4 separate regions of the Mus musculus genome follow, and all the other regions are linked to region 1. A link is a contact called in public promoter capture Hi-C data. All regions are on one chromosome and are shown on one strand. Each heading gives the region's core, a stretch centred on a gene start, on an enhancer-like site or on the middle of the called end of the contact. The rest is flanking DNA. Distances are from core to core; before and after follow the strand shown.

Region 1 (4,726 bases), core at 817-3,316:
AACAAATCCAAAATACTTTTTACAGTTACTGTCAAAGACTACCAGGGCAGTGGTAGCTTACACCCGATCCCAGCACTGGGAGAGACTGGGGCAGGAAGACTCTCAGGGATTTGCGGCCACCACCTGGGCTACATAGTGAGTTTCAGCCAGCCTGGGCTAAAGTCTGAGATGCTGTCTTTAAAAACAAAACAACAACATCCTACAAACTAAAAGCTTTTTTCTTAAAACCAGAAACAAGGAAAGATCACAACTCCATCCTTTGGCTAAAGTTTAGGAATGCAGAAAGTATACCTCCCTTCTACCACTTCTATTGAGTACTTTACTGGAGATAGCAGGCAGGGAAACAAAGTTAATGGGAAGAATTAAAAAAAAAAAATCACTACATTGGGGGGTGGGGACAGCCCCAGCACCAGGGAGGCAGAGGCAGGCAAGTTCCTGTGCGTTCAAGGCCAGTCTGGTCTACAGATCTAGTTCCAGGACAGCCAGGGATACACAGAAAAACTGTTTCAAAAGCTAAACCAAAACAAAGAAATAAAAAGCATTTGGACTATGAAGTCCAAACTATTTGAAGATGATATAATCTTATACATAAAATGTCCTATGGAACCATGTAAGGGCAGACTTAGCAAGGCAACAGGAAACAAGATCAATAGAGAAACAAATGGGTTTCTATAGACCAGCAGCTAGTTCCAGAGTGATAAAAAAAAAAAAAAAAAAAACAAAAACCAAAAACCAAAAAACCCAGGATAAGGGACTATCGTTTAAGAGACACGTCATAAAATAAAAACTATAGCTTTAGGAATTTAATCAAGGCTTTCAGTGGAGGTCTTGGTGGTTAAGATCATTGGTTGCTCTTTCAGAGGACCTAAGTTTCCACTAAAAATTTCCGAAGAATTAAAGAATCTCACCTATTCTTGAAAACAAGTAAATAATGGCTGCTGGTTCAGGGGACTCGTTTTTCCTCATTGGTGTATCCACCATTAAATTGTGTATGCTCCATAAATAAACCCCTACCCATAAATACCCAAGTTAAACTCAGTGGGTACACACGCATGCTCAGTCCAGAACTCAGTAGGCAGAGGCTAGAGGATCTGTGAGTTCAAAGCTAGCTTGTTCTGCAAAGCAAGTTCCAGGACAGTCAGGGCTACAGAAAGAGACTCTGTCACAAGAAGAAAGAAGACAGGAGGAGGAGGAGGAGATGATCAACTTCACAAAGTTGTCCTCTCTTACACATGTACCATATAGCAAGCAGGCACTCCCATGATGTGTCACATACATCCACAATAATAATAATTTTAAAAAATGTATAGATATGAAAATAGAAGGGAAAGGGGGTTCAGTGGGTGTGGGATGAGAGGGTGACAAGGGCTGAAAACCACATTAAAACACATGGATGAACCTGCCAAAGGATAACTAAAGATACTAGGATGGACTGTCATCCTTGCTTTGGGGCTATTAAAGATGGCGATACATCTATTTACCCACAGATTCATTTACAACACGATGACAGAGTCCATTAAATAAACCCGTACATTTTGCTATTTTATTTTGTTATTAACCTTTTTTAAAAAATAAAATAAAAGGTCTTATGAAGCCCAGACTGGCCTACAAGTATCAGAAAATGGCTTGAATTCCTTACCCTAGCTCCCCCTTTCCAGTGCTGCGATTATCTTACACTGCCCCTCTTTAACTGTTTATTTCTGGTGCTGGGGACCAAATCCCAAACCTCCAGGTGCTAGGCAAGGGCTCTGCCCCTGAGCCACAAATCCCAAGGAAAACTCAAAGTACGCACCCACGAAAGTGACTGAACTGTATGTGCCCAGCCTCCCTGGACGGCCCCCACTTTCCCAGTCTCTAGCTCCCGACTTTTTGCTTTGGGCAGGGTCTTGCTGTCCTACAGCACTTGAGGCAATCCCTCCGGGCTCCTGAGCGCTGGGATCACAGGCGAGTGCGGGATTTTGACAACTATAAATACCTCACCTAAGCCGACTTCCCTCTAGTTCAGGGGCAGACAAGCTCAAAGAGGAAAGCAGGTCAGCCGGCCATCACACACACTCAACGTCCACCCCGCGGGGTAGCTCCGCCCACCGACTAGCCGAGACTGCTCACTGCGCATGCGTACATGTTCCCGCCTCTCCGGGAAGGACTGAGCGGCCTGCGCCGGCTGCCGACCTGACGCAAGTGACGGAAGACTGAGCATGCTCAGTAACGCGCTAAGCCCGTCCCCAGCCCCGGTCCGGCCGCCATCTTGGATCAGGGCAGCTCAGTCGACCGGGCATGCGCACATGCGTCTCTGAGCAAGGCTGCGCTAAGGGTTTTGTCCGCCATCTTGGGTCAAGGCCTCATGGGACGTCGGGGTCCCCGCGGGCCTCCTCTGGCTCTTAGAGCAATCCTTGCCTTCACCGCACGCGTACTTGCTTATGTTGTCACTGACGTTCGCCTGGAGGTGTAGAGACCGGAAGCCTGGCGGGAGATGTGGACCAGACTGCCAAGTGAGGCGGAGCTTTTAACTACAAGAATGCCAGAAAGCAAAATGGAGGTTGCAGCACCGGGCGCTTGTGTCCAGACGGTGCTGGCCGTATGCGTGGGCGGAAATGCGTAATGGGAGGGTGGTTTAGGGCGCAAATCACTGGTGTTAGGTGCTGTTAATCATCAAGGACTCTGCTCTTTCAAGTGTATGTCTGCATTGTTCACAGGTTTTCCTTATGTGTTTATTATAGTGAGACTTATCTAGCGTTGGCGTCCTGAATTCCTTCTTCCCTTAAACAGACATTTCGAAGCTACTTTGGCTAAAAATCATTGACTTCTCTCTGGGGCCACAGAGTGACTAAAGATAAAGTTTGGCATTTCTGTTTTCGTTTTGTGTTTGCTAGAAACATAAACAAAGCGAAGTAGCTCTACAAGGCACGTTCTATTTGTAAAAAAGGTGTTTCAGGATCAAAATCATGGTGTCTTTTCCCCAGTGGCTGGGGTCCGACCTTCATGCTTGGCTAGTTCTGAAAGAATAAGCTTAGAGGAATGGAGTTAAAGGTCTGTATTCCAGGCAGCAGGGAATTCAGGAGGGAGAAAGGATGCATGAGGTTTATAAACAAAACTTTACTAGGTGGAGAAGATGTTTGTTTGTTTGTTTGTTTGTTTGAGTGAAGCAGCTTTCTTTTATTGGCGGTAGTGAAGAAAATTTTTGGAATATTGGCCAATGGCAGACTACCTACCTACCTTTGATAGATAAATAACAAAACTGATTTCTTACATCTCCTTTGCTTTGGTCAGGTACCTGCCCACTTCTACATAAGCAGCATGTTTATCCATCCATTTCATCTCCCTTCAAAATTGAAGGCACAAAAAAGTCATTGTCCTAAACCTCTGGTCATCTTGATAGGAATGGGAGTTAGGGAGGAAGGGAATAAAAGTGTCTGCTACAAGAAGTCTCCAGTTATCATTTGAGCCGTAGAAATATGAACATGTTTGTTTTGTGTAGCAGCTCACAAATTTCCATTACTGAGGCTGACTGCTTTCCTGACTTCCAATTAAGGAAACTAAGTCAGTGTGTGCATATTTATGTGTTAGAACACTTTTTGGCTTTGTATACATGTGTAGAGGCCAGAAGTTAAAGTCGTGTGTCAACCTTATCACTCTTTGCTTTGCTTTTTGAGACAGTCTCCTGAGTAGCCTTGACTGGCTTTAAACTTATGCCTAGCTTGAGGATCTTACAGAACGTTCTAAAAATAAGTGTGTTTGAGATGCTCAGAAATAAGTGGATTATATGCATTAAAAACACATTGAGCTGGGTGGTGGTGGTACATGCCTTTAATCCCAGCACTCGAGGCAGACACAGTTGGATTTTGAGTTCAAGGCCACCTGACCTACAGAGTAAGTTCCAGAATAGCCAGGGCTACAGAGAGAAACCATCTTGAAAAAACAAAACAACATCAACAAAAATCTTGAGCAATATAAAACGTGAATTAAAAACATAAGGCTAGGGGCTGGTGAGATGGCTCAGTGGGTAAGAGCACCCGACTGCTCTTCCGAAGGTCTGGAGTTCAAATCCCAGCAACCACATGGTGGCTCACAACCATCCGTAATGAGATCTGGCGCCCTCTTCTGGAGTGTCTGAAGACAGCTACAGTGTACTTACATATAATAAATAAATAAATCTTTAAAAAAAAAAAAAAAAAACATAAGGCTATTAAAATCAATCTTGGAAATAGAAAATATATGGCCATACAAGTATAAAATCAAGAATAAAGTCCAGTTTAGGCAAAGACAAGAATGAAAGAAAACAGTGCTAAGTATGGTGGCTCATACCTTAAATCCCAGCACTCAGAAGGGAGAGGCGGGTGAGTCTCTGTGAGTTCAAAGCTAGCCTGGTCTACAAAGTGAGTTCCAGGCTAGCCAAGGCTACATAGTAAGACCCTGTTTTTCTTCTTTTTTTGTTTTTAAACTTTTTTTTAAAAAAGGTGTACTCACATGTATGTGAGTACACCTTTGCTGTCTTCAGACACATCAAAAGAGGGCATCAGATCCCATTACAGATGGTTGTGAGCCACCATTGCTGGGAATTGAACTCAGGACCTCTGCAAGAACAGTCAGTATTCTTCTTAACTGCTAAGCCATCTCTCCAGCCCAAGACCCTGTCTTAAAACAACAACAAGAGAAGAGAAGAGAAGAGAAGAGAAGAGAAGAGAAGAGAAGAGAAAAGGGTTGTAATAGAAACTCTGAGGGTAAA
Region 2 (4,726 bases), core at 1,560-4,059, 2.0 Mb before region 1:
AACTTATCCGAAATATATAAACAGACAACAAAAAAGTAAAGGCCAAAGAGTAAAATTAAGGCAGCCTGAATCAGCCTCCATCTTAGACTCAAATAATCACTCTTTTCTAATCTTTAAACTACTTACTCAAACACCAAACTCTACTGCATTCCACTGTCCTCAAACGTACACGGTATACAGTTATACTTGTGTTTGGTCAGCACTTAACTTTCTGGTAACATAGCTACCTCCATAGCCTAAATAACAGGTACAATTAAGAAAAACTATTTATTTTGTAGAAGCTAAAAAGTTTTAAAAATTAACAGAGCTCGGGCTGGAGAGATGGATCAGCAGTTAAGAGCACTGACCGCTCTTCCAAAGGTCCCGAGTTCAAATCCCAGCAACCACATGGTGGCTCACAACCATCTGTAATGGGATCTGATCACCTTCTTCTGGTGTGTCTGAAGACAACTACAGTGTACTTACATGTAACAAATAAATCTTTTTTTAAAAAAATTAACAGATCTTTCTTCTCCACAGTGATAAGACAAGCAAGCTTGAGCTTCCTAGCCAGTGGACCTTGTCAGAGGAGAGGGCTGCATGTGTGCTGGAAATATTGACCCCTCACCACACAAGGACCAAAGGATACTCCAAGCATTTCTTCCAGTATGTCTTACTTATACTGTCTTTCTAGGCTGTATTGAATGAAAACTTAAGCATGGTGCTGGACACCTTTAACCTCAGCACTCCAGAGGCACAAACAGGAGGATCTCTGAGTTCAAGGCCAGCCCATTCTACAAAGAAAGATTCAGGCTAACAGGGACTGTATTTTAAGATGTCTTTTTTTTTTTTTTTTTTTTTTTTTTGTAAAGTTAACATGGGTTCAGTCAAATGTTTAAACATTAACCAAAATACTAGTTAAAACTACATGCATAGTAGGCAAATTCCTATAATGCCTTTATTTGTAGTCAGGACCAAGTTCTGTATATCAGCGTCTATGTCTGTTCAAAAAAAAAAAAAAAGCCTGAAATTTCCCAGCAACCATAATACATCTCAACTTATACAAGGATTCTCTTTCAAGAATATTCCAGTCACACTAGAAAATGTCTGCCACATACATTTTTGTCCACGTTAGCAAGCACCTGTGCACCTGTGAAATGGCTACCTGACCTACTTTAATATCTACCTGATAAAAATACCCGCTTCCTTCTCCAAACCCCAAATACTTAACAACTATATCACCCTTAACGTCTGCTTTATGACTACCCTCCTAACTCTAACATCCTGATCCAGTCTCTTCATTCTAGGCTTGGTTCCTCAGAGCCAGGTCAGAGAATTTGACTAGACCACTGGCTCCACGTAATTTTAATTCTAAAATGTATTCTTCAAAGCGCCAACTTCAAAAGACTGGCAGCAATTACAAAAAGCAAAATACGCCTTCACAATCTTTTGACCAGCCTACAGAACGGTTGCGGGATGGTGAAAATTTCTAGTGTGGGAAAGACAGTGCTATTACACACCGAATTGTTTTTTCATTTATTCTCCAAAGTTAAAATTCCAAGCAGAGGCAGAGAAGAATTTAGACCTAGTAGTCAATCAGGCAATCTACCTGTAAAACAGGTTTACCTGTACTCAAATTCTAGCAGATTATTTAAACACAGTAACAAGATGGCCTGTGCACAATGTTGTCACTTGCAGAAACAGTTAAAAGTAAAGAATTACAGTTGCTTATGAGCAGTCTCTGAAGACCGTTGTCAGGGTAGAAAGAGTCAAGGCGGGGGGGGGGGGGGGGGGGAAGGGGGGGTCACCAAAGTAAATAACCACTGTCTTTGAAACTAGGTTAAACTAGGGAAATTTTCTTCCAGAAATTAGTACTTGAGTCCTGAGTCCAATAATCTCTTCAGCTGATAATCACTTCTTTGGCCACGTAATCCGCCCCGCCCCTACCAATATCTGCGTTAAACGGACTTTAAAATACTTTAGGAGAAAAAGGGTGAGCATTAAGTCAATCCACGGAGTGCCAAGTTCCACGCCGCACAGTGCACACCCCCCCCCCCCCAGCACAGCCACTTCTCCAAAGTTGCCACCGGTTTGTCCCTAGTCCCGGCACCCCAGCTCCTCTCTTGAGGTGCGTGACCGGCCGGAGGCGGGGGTCCGAGAAGCCAGGGTTCACGCCACCGCCCTCTGTACGCCACCGCACTGCCGTCAATCAACACTCCCACCCCCCACCCCCAACCCAGGCCGAGCCCCGGGACTCCGCGCGGGGGGCGCGGCCAGGGGACCGACGGGATGGCGATCGCTGTGTGTGAAGGAGGGGGACGGACAGACGTCACTCCGAGAACTCCTAAGTTGTGCGCGAGTGCGCGCTCGGGGTCCCCGCCGGGGCGCGACCCCTGGGGGGGGATGGGGGAGCGCAGGCAGCAGAGCCTCGGCGGGACGTCGCTCGGGCCCGTCGCGCTCACCTCTCGAGCTGCGCCGCCTTCCTCCGCCGCTGCCGCCGCCTCCTCCCGATGAGTGCAGCGGGGTCTGCCCTGTGGAACCACCATACCAGTCCCGCCCGCTGCTGCAGCGCCTCCGCCGCCGCTCTTTGTTCCCCCTCCTCGGCCGCCGCTCCTCAGCCGCCCGCCTCGGCCGCCCCGGACCCCACGAGCCGCCGCTACGCTCTGCCGCCCTCTCGGACCCCGGCCTCGCCCTCCTCGCCGCGCCGGCCGCCGCCTTCGCCTCCGCGCCGTCGACGCCGCCGCCACCGACGCCGACGCCTCCTCTTCCGCGCCCCCCTCGTTTTCATTGAAAGCAAACAAGCATCATGGCGGCGGCCGCCGTCCCCCTCCCACCCCAGCCAGCGAACGCCCCGCTCACCGCCGCCTCTCCAACATCCCGGCTTCTCATTGGCTGACGCTGCTGGGCGCGACTATCCCGCGTCGTGCGGGGGTGGACTCTTGGCAGCCCGACGCTTTAGCCCCGTCCGCGTTCCCCCCGGTCTCGGAGCAGTGAGCCGGCCCGGCGCGCTCCTGCCCGCCCTCCCAGCCTCTCTTCCCGCTCTCTCTGCGCCTTTCCTTCTCCGCGCCTTCTGTCTCCTCCTCTCCTAAAGCTGTTTCTCCGCGGTTTAGTTGCTCTTTTTCTTTCTCGTCCACTTTTATCTCCACTTTACCCTTGATTTTTTTTTCCTCCTCTTGATTCATTTTGCTTTTTCCTTGGCCTGTCAATCACTTGGGAGCACAGATTAAATTCTCAGACGTTTAACCCTATCCAGTGTCTTGATCTTCCGAGAAAGAAAACTTACACTCTTCAATAGTCAACTAATTGTTCCTGCCCTAACTATGCAGGAAAAAAATAATTAATAGGCAGGGTTTGTTTGTTTTTTAAATTATGGGGTCCTAATTTAAGTAACGAACTATAGCTGCATTCGAGGGCTAACATAGTCTACTCAGGACATGTGGTTTCAGGTAAACCGGAAAAGGAATGGGCTGATTAATGATACTTACATCAGGAAAAAGTACTTGGCTGGTATTCAGGACACAGGGATTAATCAAGCTCCACCTTGTCGAGTCAGCGTCATGGTGTACGGGCAAGAGTAACGCCCAACAGGCTTCAAATACACTGGCGATATAGACTGACAGGAATTGTGTGAAGGAAAATAGCTACCCCGACCTCCGTGGCAGATCAGCCCAGAACTGAGCGTGAAATGGCTTCCAGGAACTAACAAGAAAAAAAAAAATGCCTCTCAAGGAAGCCCATCTTTCGTTCCAGGATGTGGGACTTGCATGGCTGTTGCCTAAGGCAGAAGAGAACTAGGCGAGCAAAGCAGCGAGGGACAAAAGCCTTTCCAAGAACCAGATGTTCTGTTCAAGGCAGTTTGTGTTTGCCTGGCCCCAGCATTGCCTTGAGATCATCATTGCCTGCTATTTGCCAGGATAGCAGTGTCAGTCTAAGCTTCTAGTGCCATGAGACGCTGGAAAAGTTAAGGCAATGGAGACACCCATCATACACGAGGAAATGACAGGCGCAGACGAGCTACCTGAAGATACTCTTAAGCCCTGACCTACTCAGGCTGTTCAGTGCCTATTTCACACAAAGGGTACAACTAGGCGGAGGGGCCAGGGGTGTAGACATCCTGCTGGCCTGTTCCCTTTCCAGTGCTGTGCCCTGGGAACCTGTGCTCCAGCCTAGAGAAGAGGGTTTCTTTGTGTAATTCATCTTCCCAAGGGCAGCTGCACTTTTTGACAGTGACTGTATGCCTCCAGAGGAGCCTAGTTGTGTAACAAAAACCTTAGCCTCATTAAGCAACAACTCCATTATAATCCTGGAATCAGATGCTTAGGTAGACAGTTCTACTCGTCCCACTTGTGTCCTTTCATGCCAGTGCCTCACAGAGGTGGAAGAATGTTGGATATCTGGCACCTCTGTGTCCCTTAATAACGCTCTTCCATCGATGGTGAGAGTGCTTCCTTATGGCTTTGTGGACCGTCTCCTCCATCTGGAGGTCATTCTGACCCACAATCAGGGCAGCTCAGGAATCTAAAGAGGAGGGAGCAGAAGCCCTCAAGTCTTCGAAAGCATCCCTCTTTGTCTGTATTCCATCCACCAAGCAAGCACAAGCCCGGTGTGGATTTGAGAGAGGAGGCAAGCCAGGGAGCAGTTGTACGCGCACGGCCTGATGGACTTACTCAGCGCCATTGAGATAGACTCGCCCTGCAAAGACTGGGGTCCCCAGGAATGCATGGTATTGTTCAAACTGATTACAGTG
Region 3 (4,726 bases), core at 1,121-3,620, 1.5 Mb before region 1:
AACCCTAAGCTACATGTGGAGATCCTGTCTCAAAAAGCTAAAATAAATAAGAAGACATTAGGTATTATTTACAACAATACTTTAAACTTTGCTGATTCCCAGCACGAATGTAAAAGCTGGGCATGGTCATGCCCACCTGTGCCCCAGTGCTGGTGATCAGAGATGGGCAGCCTAACCAGATAGCCAGCTTCAGGTTCAGTGAGAAACCCTGCCTCAAGGGAATAACGCAGAGCGATGAAATGGGACATGCTGGTCTCTGCCCACACCACCACACAAATACTAAATAAAAAATTTTTTAAAAATTACTTTGTTTGTTTAAAGTACAAAACGGTGATTTCTAGTAAACCTGCTGAGTTACCATCTGAACACAATTCTGGATCATCTCTATCAGCCCAGGAAGATCCCTTAGGTCCACTTACAGTAGATTCCTGTTCCCTTCTGGATCGTCTCTATCAGCCCTTAGATCCACTTACAGTACATTCTTGCTCCCTCTCCCAGCGCCAGGCAACCACTAGTCTGTTCTTTGTAAAAAAAATCCCAAACATTTGATTTTACCAAGTGAAGACTCAGGAGCCAGACATGCTGGTGAAAGCCTACTAGCTCAGAAAAGAGAAAGTACCCAACTGACCTTCTTCAACCCACATCCCAGAAGGAAAAATAAAATTTCTTTCTCCACACTGTCTTAAAAACCTTTCCAACTGAATGTCCCTCCTTCCTATATCCTGTGTGTCTCTCTATCCATGCTCCTGACTTCCTCTTACTTTCTATAGTTTTATTCCTGTGTTCACTCCCTGTCAACTGGTTGCTTGTTCAGCCTCCATACCTATGGTTGACTTTATTCAATCTTGTTTACAAGAAACAGCTCTTGGATTAAAGGTGTGTGCTAGAGCTAAGCCACACCACAACTAGGAACAGATTTTTCCAGTATACAATCTTATAGTGTGATCAGTTATCTTTCAAAACTCTTGGATTAAAGGTGTGAACTAGGGCTAAGCCACACCACAACTAAAGACAGGTTTTTTTCCAGTATACACTCTTGGGGTTCACAGTATGATCCTTCAACACCAATCTTGTAAAGTTTATGGTTTCAAAATACCAATTAAGCCAGGTGGTGGTGGAGCATGCCTTTAATCTCAGCACTTAGGTGGCCAGAATTAGGCAGGTTTCTGTGGGTTTGAGGCCAGCCTGGTCTACAGAGGGAAGGAATTCTAGAATAGCCAGGGCTACACAGAGAGGGAAGAAAAATAAAAAGAAGAAAGAAAAGAAGCCAGCCTGGGGGTATGCCTTAATCTCAGGTTTCAGGGGGAAGAGACAGGACTCTAGTGACTTAACCACTGAGCTCTAGAATGACTTTGTTTATTTTTGAAATATTTACTAATTTTATAAGTATGAATGTTTGCCGGCATGTATGTATATTTACCATGTTCATGCCTAGCACCCACAGAGTTACAGATACTCGTGAGCTGCCATGTAGGTGCTAGGAGCTGAATATGGGTCCTCTGCAGGAGCAGTTAAAGCCAGCGAGCTACAGCTACATAGTAAGATCCAGTCTCAAAAAATATATAAAAAATAAAAAATATAAAAAGTATAAAAAATATACTTTCCAGACCCATCCATTTTCCTACAATGTTGTATCCCAAACTAGCCTCAGACTCTGGAGGGAAAGAGGACCTTTTTTGTTTTGTTTTGTTTGTTTTGTTTTTGTTTTGTTTTTTTGTTTTTGTTTTGTTTTTGTTTGTTTGTTTTTTGAGACAGGGTTTCTCTGTGTAGCCCTGGCTGTCCTGGAACTCACTTTGTAGACCAGGCTGGTCTTGAACTCAGAAGTGCGCCTGCCTCTGCCTCCCAAGTGCTGGGATTAAAGACGTGCGCCACCACCGCCCGGCGATAAAGGACCTTTAATTTGACGTTTTCCTGCCTCCGTCTTGTAAATGCTGAGATCACAGTCACACGACAGTTTTAATTCAAAACCAAGATAGTTTATAATGTCAGCCATGCAAAGATGTCCTGGCTGTAGAAAAGCACCGTCCCTGCTCCGAGTCAGAGAGCCAAAGGCGATGGACCAAACACGTAGGAACACCAGCTCGGGTTGTGTTGTTGTTGTTTTGATTTGATTTGATTTGATTTGACTTGATTTGGTTTGTTTTGATTTGATTTGTTTTTTATGCTTGTCAGGGGATGGAGGCGGGGTTGGGAGGCCGGAGAGGCGAACAGTGACCACCGAGACAGTGGGCTAGAGCGGCTCAAGAGCTCTCAGGGGCGGGGCCGACTCAGTCAGAGAAGAACGGAGAGACGCACCAGGGCATGCGAGGTGGAGCTGAGCCTAGAGGGGCCGGAACCAGCGCAGGTTGGGCGGAGCCTGGGCGGGATTGCAGAGCCCGAGCTCACGGCGGGAGAGTGAGTCCTGAATGGCGCCGGCTCAGCAGTCTCGGGTTCTACGGTGCTGCAGCTGCCACATCTTTCAGGCGCATCAGGTGGGGTGGGCGTCTGCCTCACCCTCTTTCCTAGCAGGACGGTGGGCGAGATATGGAGGGCCGCGTCTCATATGGCCATGGGAAATGACAGTGACGAGGCTGAAGGCTGTGCTTCGTTGCTGTCACTTCACAACACGCCTCTGCCATTTTGTTTGTGTTTATCTGTTGTTGCTGCTGAGGGTTCTGCTCAGAGCTGTGGGCGCGCTCTTCCACTGAGCTACCACCCAGCCCAGTGTATGTCGGTTTTTTGCATGATCGTTGTAGAATCCACAGTAGTTGTTTCTTCTGAGGCGGCTTCCATTGGATACTAGCAAAATGGTCAGGAATCCAGGTTGAGGAGTAGCGTCCTCTACGCAGAACCTAGCCCATCATTACACTCAGTGTCTCTTCTCAGTTTTATTACAGTGAATGGTGAGCTTTAAAAGCCCTAGGGTTGGGTGTTCGCCTAACATTCCCACAGCCCAAAAATGGGATTAGGCATGGCAATGAATGAAGGTAGGAGGGCTTAGCGAGTTTGAGGCCAACCAGGGTTATCCGAGACCCTGTTTCAAAACAAGCAAAACTGAATAATGTATAAGCAGTTTGGACTCCATTTTGACATTCCCCTTGGTGGGCCCGGATGTCACTTGGTGCCTCTACCTGCAGCCTTATCTTCGTGGTAATAGTTACCTCCATGCTCATTAGAGCCAGCACAACCCATAAATGGTTAAAGGGGATAGTGGTCGGTGTTTGTTTGAGAGGCTTTGTTTCATACGTCAAGTTGGCTCCAGGCTCTAGATCCTCCTGCCTCAACCTTATTAGTTAACTTCTGAGCTGATCCCCAACCCAAATCTTAGTCTTGGTGGTAGTGGTTTTATTGTTTTAGGGGGTGGAATTTGGTTTGGTTTTGAGGGTGTTGCCAAGACATAATTTCAATATTTACTTTAGATTGACCTCTAATTCCTAATCCCTGGCCTCAGCTTCCTGAATATCTAGAGTATATATCTCTAATGCCACGTCAGTCCCAGGAGACTTACGAATCAGCCTAGATCTCTTTGTATAGTTAAGCATAATCTTTCATGACATTTCTTCAAGGAGCTTTTGTATCTATATAAAAAAATTATTTTTATGTGTATGGTTTGCCTTGCATGTATGTCTGCACCCCATAAAATGTGGTACCCACAGAAGCCAGAAGAGGGTCTTAGATCTCCTGGAGTTAGAGGGACAGACAGTTGTGAGCTGCCACATTGGTGCTAGGAACAGAACTTAGGTCCTTTACAAGGGCAGCCAATTCTCTTAACTGATGAACTGTATCTCCAATGTACTAGCTGCCACAGAGGCATATCTCCAGCTCTGGAATTCCTGCCCCACTCTGTGCTCGCATGCGCATGTAGTGTGTGTGTCTGTGTGTCTGTCTGTCTGTCTGTGTGTCTGTTATATGCATGCTTGTATGCAGATAAGCACATGGAGGCCAGAAAGGAACATTAGTTCTGCTGTCTTTCCACCTTATTTCTCTGGAACAGGGTCTATCACTGAACCTGGAGCTAGGCTGGCAGCCAGCAGTCCCCATTGACCCCATTCCCACCTCCGACAGTCCTGTGAACACAGGCTCACGTGGCTACGGAGATCTGACCTCAGGCCCTCATGCTTGCTCAGCAAATAAACTTTTACCCATTGACATTCCTTTTTTGGACCCTGGGATGGCAAAACTCCAACTGGATGTTTGTTGTTTCATACAAATGGCCAATCTTCCCAGCACCTACCTATTAAATAGTACAGTCCTTCCTCACCTAAAATGCTACTTTCAGGGCTGGGGGTATAGCTAAGTTATTTCTGATTCACATCTACCTGTCATATGAAGTTGTTTGAGCTATAATTTCCAATATTTCATTGTAGGTGAAGAAGAGTCTCAAATGGACATGCAAGGCTTGTGGAGAGAAGCAGTCATTTGTTCGGGTAAGTACTGAGAAAAAAACTAAAGAGCCCAACCTCTCTTCCTACAGCCAGGATCCTTTTCTCTCACAGTTCACCTTTGAGAGCTGCTGCACCCTGGGTTCCTTCCTCCTGCATCGTCAGTGGGTGGAGCAGTGACTACACAGGGTCTGTCCTTCACTCCTTCGTTCAGCAAGGGTTTCTTCAGTAGCTTCTGCATGCCGGGCACAGGGAGACAATAGGAAGTAGGAACACTGTAACCTTGGGGCTTACAGATGTGCTTCTGTGGAAGGGTAAATAATTCACATGGGTGCACACACACATGTACATCCATCATTCAAAAC
Region 4 (4,726 bases), core at 1,106-3,605, 1.5 Mb before region 1:
TTTTTTGAGACAGGGTTTCTCTGTATAGCCCTGGCTGTCCTGGAACTCACTTTGTAGACCAGGCTGGCCTCGAACTCAGAAATCTGCCTGCCTCTGCCTCCCAAGTGCTGGGATTAAAGGCGTGCAGCCACCATGCCTGGCATCTAAGTTGTTCTGAGGTTGTTGTTTGTTCTGTTTTTGTCAATTCTATGTTTTCTGCTTTCAGGGGCAGGATCTTAGTATGTAGCCCTACCTGGCCTGACACTACTTAGAGCAGGACAGCCTACAACCTGTGGATGAGCCGCCTTCGTGCTGGGATTACAAACATGCAACCAGGCTTCCAGGTTTTGTTTTGTTTTTTTAATATTGTATGTACACATCACACACACACACACTTAAGTGTATGTGTGTGCCACAAAGGCCAGAAGAGGTGTTGGGTCTCCAGGACCTGCAGCTGTGATGAGTGCTAGGGACAGAACTTGGGTCCTCTAGAAGAGCAGCCAAGGCTTTAACCATTGAGCGATTTCTCAAACCCATCTGGCTTCATTTTGTTAGCTCACAATAACTGGGATCACAGCCATATGCTTCTATGTCAGTACAAATAGTCTGTATAAAACCTGATACAGTACAAAAACCTTATACAGGCCAAAACCACACACCTGCAGGCTGGACTGAGCCTCTGAGCAACCATTTAGCAACAGCTACCATAAGGGAGATGAGAGAGATTGCCTCAAAAGAAACAGTGTCCATAAACTACAGACCAGATAAATTAAACATGACATATTCAAAGAAGACTATTCTTCATACACAAAAAGAAATTAAATACTGCCCATGTACAGAAATAGAGCCCTTGACTAGCATATGCAAAGCCCTAGGTTCAATTCCCAGTACTGGAGGGGGGAAGATGTACTAGTGAGAGCTGTAATACAAATGGGCCTTAGACATATTAATAAGTGAATGAACAAAGATTCACTGTGCCAGCCTGGTCTACAGACCAGCCAAAGCTACCTAGAGAAACCCTGTCTTGAAAAAGCAACCAAAAAAAAAAAAAAAAGCCATTTTAATGTGTTCTAATTCCTAATAGTAAAATGAATACTAAAGTAGACCAGCCATTGCCTGGAACTGGAAAGGATACAAGATGACAAACAGGAAAAAAATTATATAATAAAATAATAATTATTACAATAATTGTTATATAATTTTTATGTAATATATAAATAAAATTTATAAAACAATGAAGAGATTCTAAGCCGAATGTGAAAATAGTTATACAACTCATTTTTTTTTTTTAAATGCAAGGAGCTGGGGAGGTAGCTCAGTTGCTCGAGGGCCTAACATGCATGAAGCCCTGGACTGGATGCCTAGCACAAAGATGACTCAGAAGGACAATTTAGAGATACAGGCCATCCCGGCCATATAGTAAGACCTGTCTCTGCTAATACGAAAGAATAATCGTTATACACTTTTACTGGGTGAATTGCACAGGTCCTAGGTTATAACGCAGTTACACTGAAAATTTTCTGTCCAGTAGTCCCTGTGATTCCTGCACTAGAAAATTGAGACAAGAGGATTGGAGTGATTGAGGACGGCCTAAACCACTCGTGAATTCCAGGCCAATCAGGCTACGTGGCTTTATTTCAGAAAAGAGAGAGACTGACCAACCAACCTGGCCTACCCACAGTCCTCCATAGAGATCGCAAAACCATTCCCTCCCACAGGGAGGGTCTTGTCCACTCGTCTCTTGTCAACAACCTCTAGCTCCACCCCATGCAGCCACCAGCCACTCCAACGCAAGAGACTGAGCTAGTTCCGGGGTCCCCTACCTCCCTTCCCACGGGCTGCCCCACCCCGCCCCCGCTGCTTATTTATCCGCGTCACTCCTCTCCACCCCTCCTCCACGTCTGCCTGGTCCCAGGTCTTCCGGGGCTTTAACTGAACCCACCACCGGGCGTTACGGGGAGCAAGCGAACCGCTGGATGTTAGATGTAACCTGAGCGGCCGCCTGACCACCCTGTCCCCGCGGGGAGCCAGAGGACACGCCGCCTCGTCCTCGCCCAGACCTACTACTCCCTGGCGGGGGAGGTTGGCTTCCCCGCCCCAGGCCCTCACCGCGGTAGTGCGCCTGGAAGCCGCCAGGCCTCAGCGTGGGGAACAGCACAGCCACTCGGCTCAGCAGCCTCTCGCAGGGCCCCGGGCCGGCCGCGGCTTGGGCTTCCGCCTCCGGCTCCGGGCTGAAGCAGAAGCTGAAGCGGCGGATCTCGCGGGTCGCCTCCTCCTTGCCCAGAAGATAGGCCTTCACCGTGAACGACGCCATAACCGCGGTCTAGGTACGGACGAAACAGCTGGGCAGCGGCGGCGCCGAGAGCCCAGCTTTTATAGAAAACGGGGGAGCCCCGCCTCGTGGGGGCGGAGCCTCTATGAGCCCCGCCCCTCCCCTAGGCTGGGGCGGCCGCTGGAGCCCCCTTGATGGGACCCTTGAAAGGTACGGGGTCGAGACGACCCCACTGCCTACTCTTTTCTTTCCCACCGAATACATGGGTGACCACAAGAGACCAGCCTCAGCCTCAAGTCGTTGGGAAAAGGACCCGTAAGTATCGAGCCTAGGTACCTCCCAGGCTTGGGCCTGCCTATGACTCAGCAGTGTCGTCCCCAAGCCAGGGGGGATGTACGGCCCAGAAGCTAGGAGGACACAGATGTCTACTGTCAGGTAGCCATTCTTTTAGCCAAACAGGCTGTCTCACAGGATGCTATTCCGACCCTCCTAAACATAGTGTCCCCGGTAGTAGCCCCCACTCCCACCCCCTTCCAGGCATCCACCATGACCAGCCCCTCACTGAATAAAGGAACATCACCCACCATCTTAGGCCTCACCCAATTTAACAAAGATCAGGTTGAGAGGTGTTGGACAAGCACTGGTGACTTCTCACAAACCCACCCTGTAAGAGGGGTAGCCAGGGCTCCAGAGGCAGCAGTAGTCACAACCTGTTCATTGCAACCAGAGATTCCTCACTGCAGCCCAGACACACACACACATACACACACATTCATATTCTCTCTCTCTCTCTCTCTCTCTCTCTCTCTCTCTTTCTCTCTCTCTCTCTCTCGGAAGGTACATGTATCTCAGGCCTTAGTGGCTTCAAAGCACAAAGGGATCAGACCACCTGCCCTCCATCTAGGAACCAAAATACAAGCTATAGCCAGTCCTGTGCCACAGGTTGGTTATTCCAGCTGTTTGAGGTGCTGAGGCAGGAAAAGACCAAGTTCAAGATATTCTGCTTGAGCAACTTGGTGAAACTGTTTCAAAATAGAAAGTGATCCTAGTACTTGGGAGGTCAGAGGTTCCAGAGTTCAAAGCCAGCCTTGGCTGCATGAGGCTTCTAAGAAAGAAAAAAAGTCTGGGTGCTGGGGGGCGGGAATAAAGAATCTGGCTATACAGTTTAGTAAGGATACAGGAGATTTAGCTTAGTAGGGATACAGCTTATAGAGATTTAGCTTAGTAGGGATACAGGTCATGAGGATTTAGCTTAGTAGGGATATACCCGGGAGATATCATTAATGGGAATTTGGTGCATAGGGATATAGCTCAGTGACAGAGCACCTGCCTAGTATGTGTTACATCTTAGGTTCAACCCCCAATACAAACGCCAAAACCAGGAAATGCTGCTTTCTGTGGCCAGAGTGACCTGTTAGCTAGCATGATGACACACATCTGTAACCCCAGCCCTTGGGAAGCTGAGTCAAGAGGAATTCTAATTCAAGGCTCGGCCAGGCTTGCATAGCAAGTCCTACTCTCAAAAAAAAAACAAATTAAGCAGGGCAGTGGTGGCACATGCCTTTAACCCCAGAACTTGGGAGGCAGAGGCAGGTGGATTTCTGAGTTCAAGGCCAGCCTGGTCTACAGAGTGAGTTCCAGGACAGCCAGGGCTACACAGAGCAACCCTGTCTCAGGGAAAAATAAAAACAAACCACAAATTAAATGAATAAAGTAAAATGAGCTCTTAGCAGGAACCCAGTCCTGGGAAGGCTAGAGGCTGAGAAGGGTGTCACCCTGTAAGGCCTTCTAGGTATGGTCCTTTCCATAGGACTAGACCTGCTGAGTCAAAGTCATGGGAGAAGACATGCAGGGCAGAATTGGAGCTCAAGTCGTCTCCCTGAGGCAGGGTCTCCACACCAGCTTCCTAGGGCCCCTCTCCCAGTTATCATGTCTTCCCTGGACCTCTCTCAGAATTGGTTTTGTGAGAGCAGAAAAATCTGTAATTTTAGGAAAACTCAGCAATGGACAGTGATTTGCCACACAGGTGTGACTGCCATTTCCCTGGTGGCTAGAAGGTACACACCTATTGCCCCAGAGGACAATCCCAGTTTTAGGCTTTCCTCTCCAACAGTTGCTAGCCCAGGAAAAGGCCCCTGATCCTGCAGGACCCTCTGCTAATGCAGAGGACAGTGGGGACGCAAAGGCTGTATCCCGATGTCAGCTGCTGGCCAAGCGTGACTCAGCAGTCTAGTGGCCTGACAGCCTTAAAGCTTCAATCAGACCAAACTTCCTATGGAATGTCTGAGCCAATGGGGAACTGTGGGGAAATCCTTTACTCTGTCACCAGTGGAAGAAAGAGAAATGGGGAGATGCCCTGGGTTCCAGGCCAGGCCAGCATGCCCTACAGCCTACAGCGACTCAGGCTCTCTCCTGAGTTCCCAGGCCAACCAGGGAGGTAAACAAGGCGGTGGCTGGGGAACCCCCTGGTAGGGC

The links. Promoter capture Hi-C pulls out the DNA fragments that hold promoters and counts their contacts.
Region 2: a promoter capture Hi-C map of pre-B cells shows a contact between it and region 1, with 2.0 times the contacts expected there. The contact joins the promoter of Cnot6 here to the promoter of 0610009B22Rik in region 1. A contact is called at or near these places in 1 of 39 promoter capture datasets (pre-B cells) and 1 of 9 other capture datasets (pancreatic islet).
Region 3: a promoter capture Hi-C map of liver shows a contact between it and region 1, with 5 times the contacts expected there. The contact joins the promoter of Mrnip here to the promoter of 0610009B22Rik in region 1. A contact is called at or near these places in 5 of 39 promoter capture datasets (the C10 cell line, embryonic stem cells, hippocampal neurons and 2 more), 1 of 484 Hi-C or Micro-C datasets (B cells) and 1 of 115 datasets of contacts at active chromatin or transcription factors (astrocytes).
Region 4: a promoter capture Hi-C map of pre-B cells shows a contact between it and region 1, with 4 times the contacts expected there. The contact joins the promoter of Sqstm1 here to the promoter of 0610009B22Rik in region 1. A contact is called at or near these places in 2 of 39 promoter capture datasets (the 3T3-L1 cell line and pre-B cells) and 5 of 115 datasets of contacts at active chromatin or transcription factors (astrocytes, bone marrow-derived dendritic cells, embryonic forebrain and 2 more).

Annotation. Positions count from the first base shown.
Region 1 is chr11:51,686,568-51,691,293 of GRCm38.p6, forward strand. 0610009B22Rik (RIKEN cDNA 0610009B22 gene) reads right to left here and starts at 2,067. Exons shown (of 2, transcript NM_025319.2): 1 at 1,981-2,067.
Region 2 is chr11:49,709,913-49,714,638 of GRCm38.p6, forward strand. It overlaps Cnot6 (CCR4-NOT transcription complex, subunit 6), which reads right to left and starts at 2,810. Exons shown (of 12, transcript NM_212484.2): 1 at 2,442-2,810. Gm36411 (a long non-coding RNA gene) reads left to right here and starts at 3,560. Exons shown (of 4, transcript XR_879826.3): 1 at 3,560-4,726.
Region 3 is chr11:50,172,481-50,177,206 of GRCm38.p6, forward strand. Mrnip (MRN complex interacting protein) reads left to right here and starts at 2,371. Exons shown (of 7, transcript NM_026543.3): 1 at 2,371-2,471; 2 at 4,347-4,406. The coding sequence starts at 2,406. Tbc1d9b (TBC1 domain family, member 9B) reads left to right here. Exons shown (of 22, transcript NM_001290760.1): 22 at 1-305.
Region 4 is chr11:50,208,465-50,213,190 of GRCm38.p6, forward strand. It overlaps Sqstm1 (sequestosome 1), which reads right to left and starts at 2,356. Exons shown (of 8, transcript NM_011018.3): 1 at 2,089-2,356. The coding sequence starts at 2,293.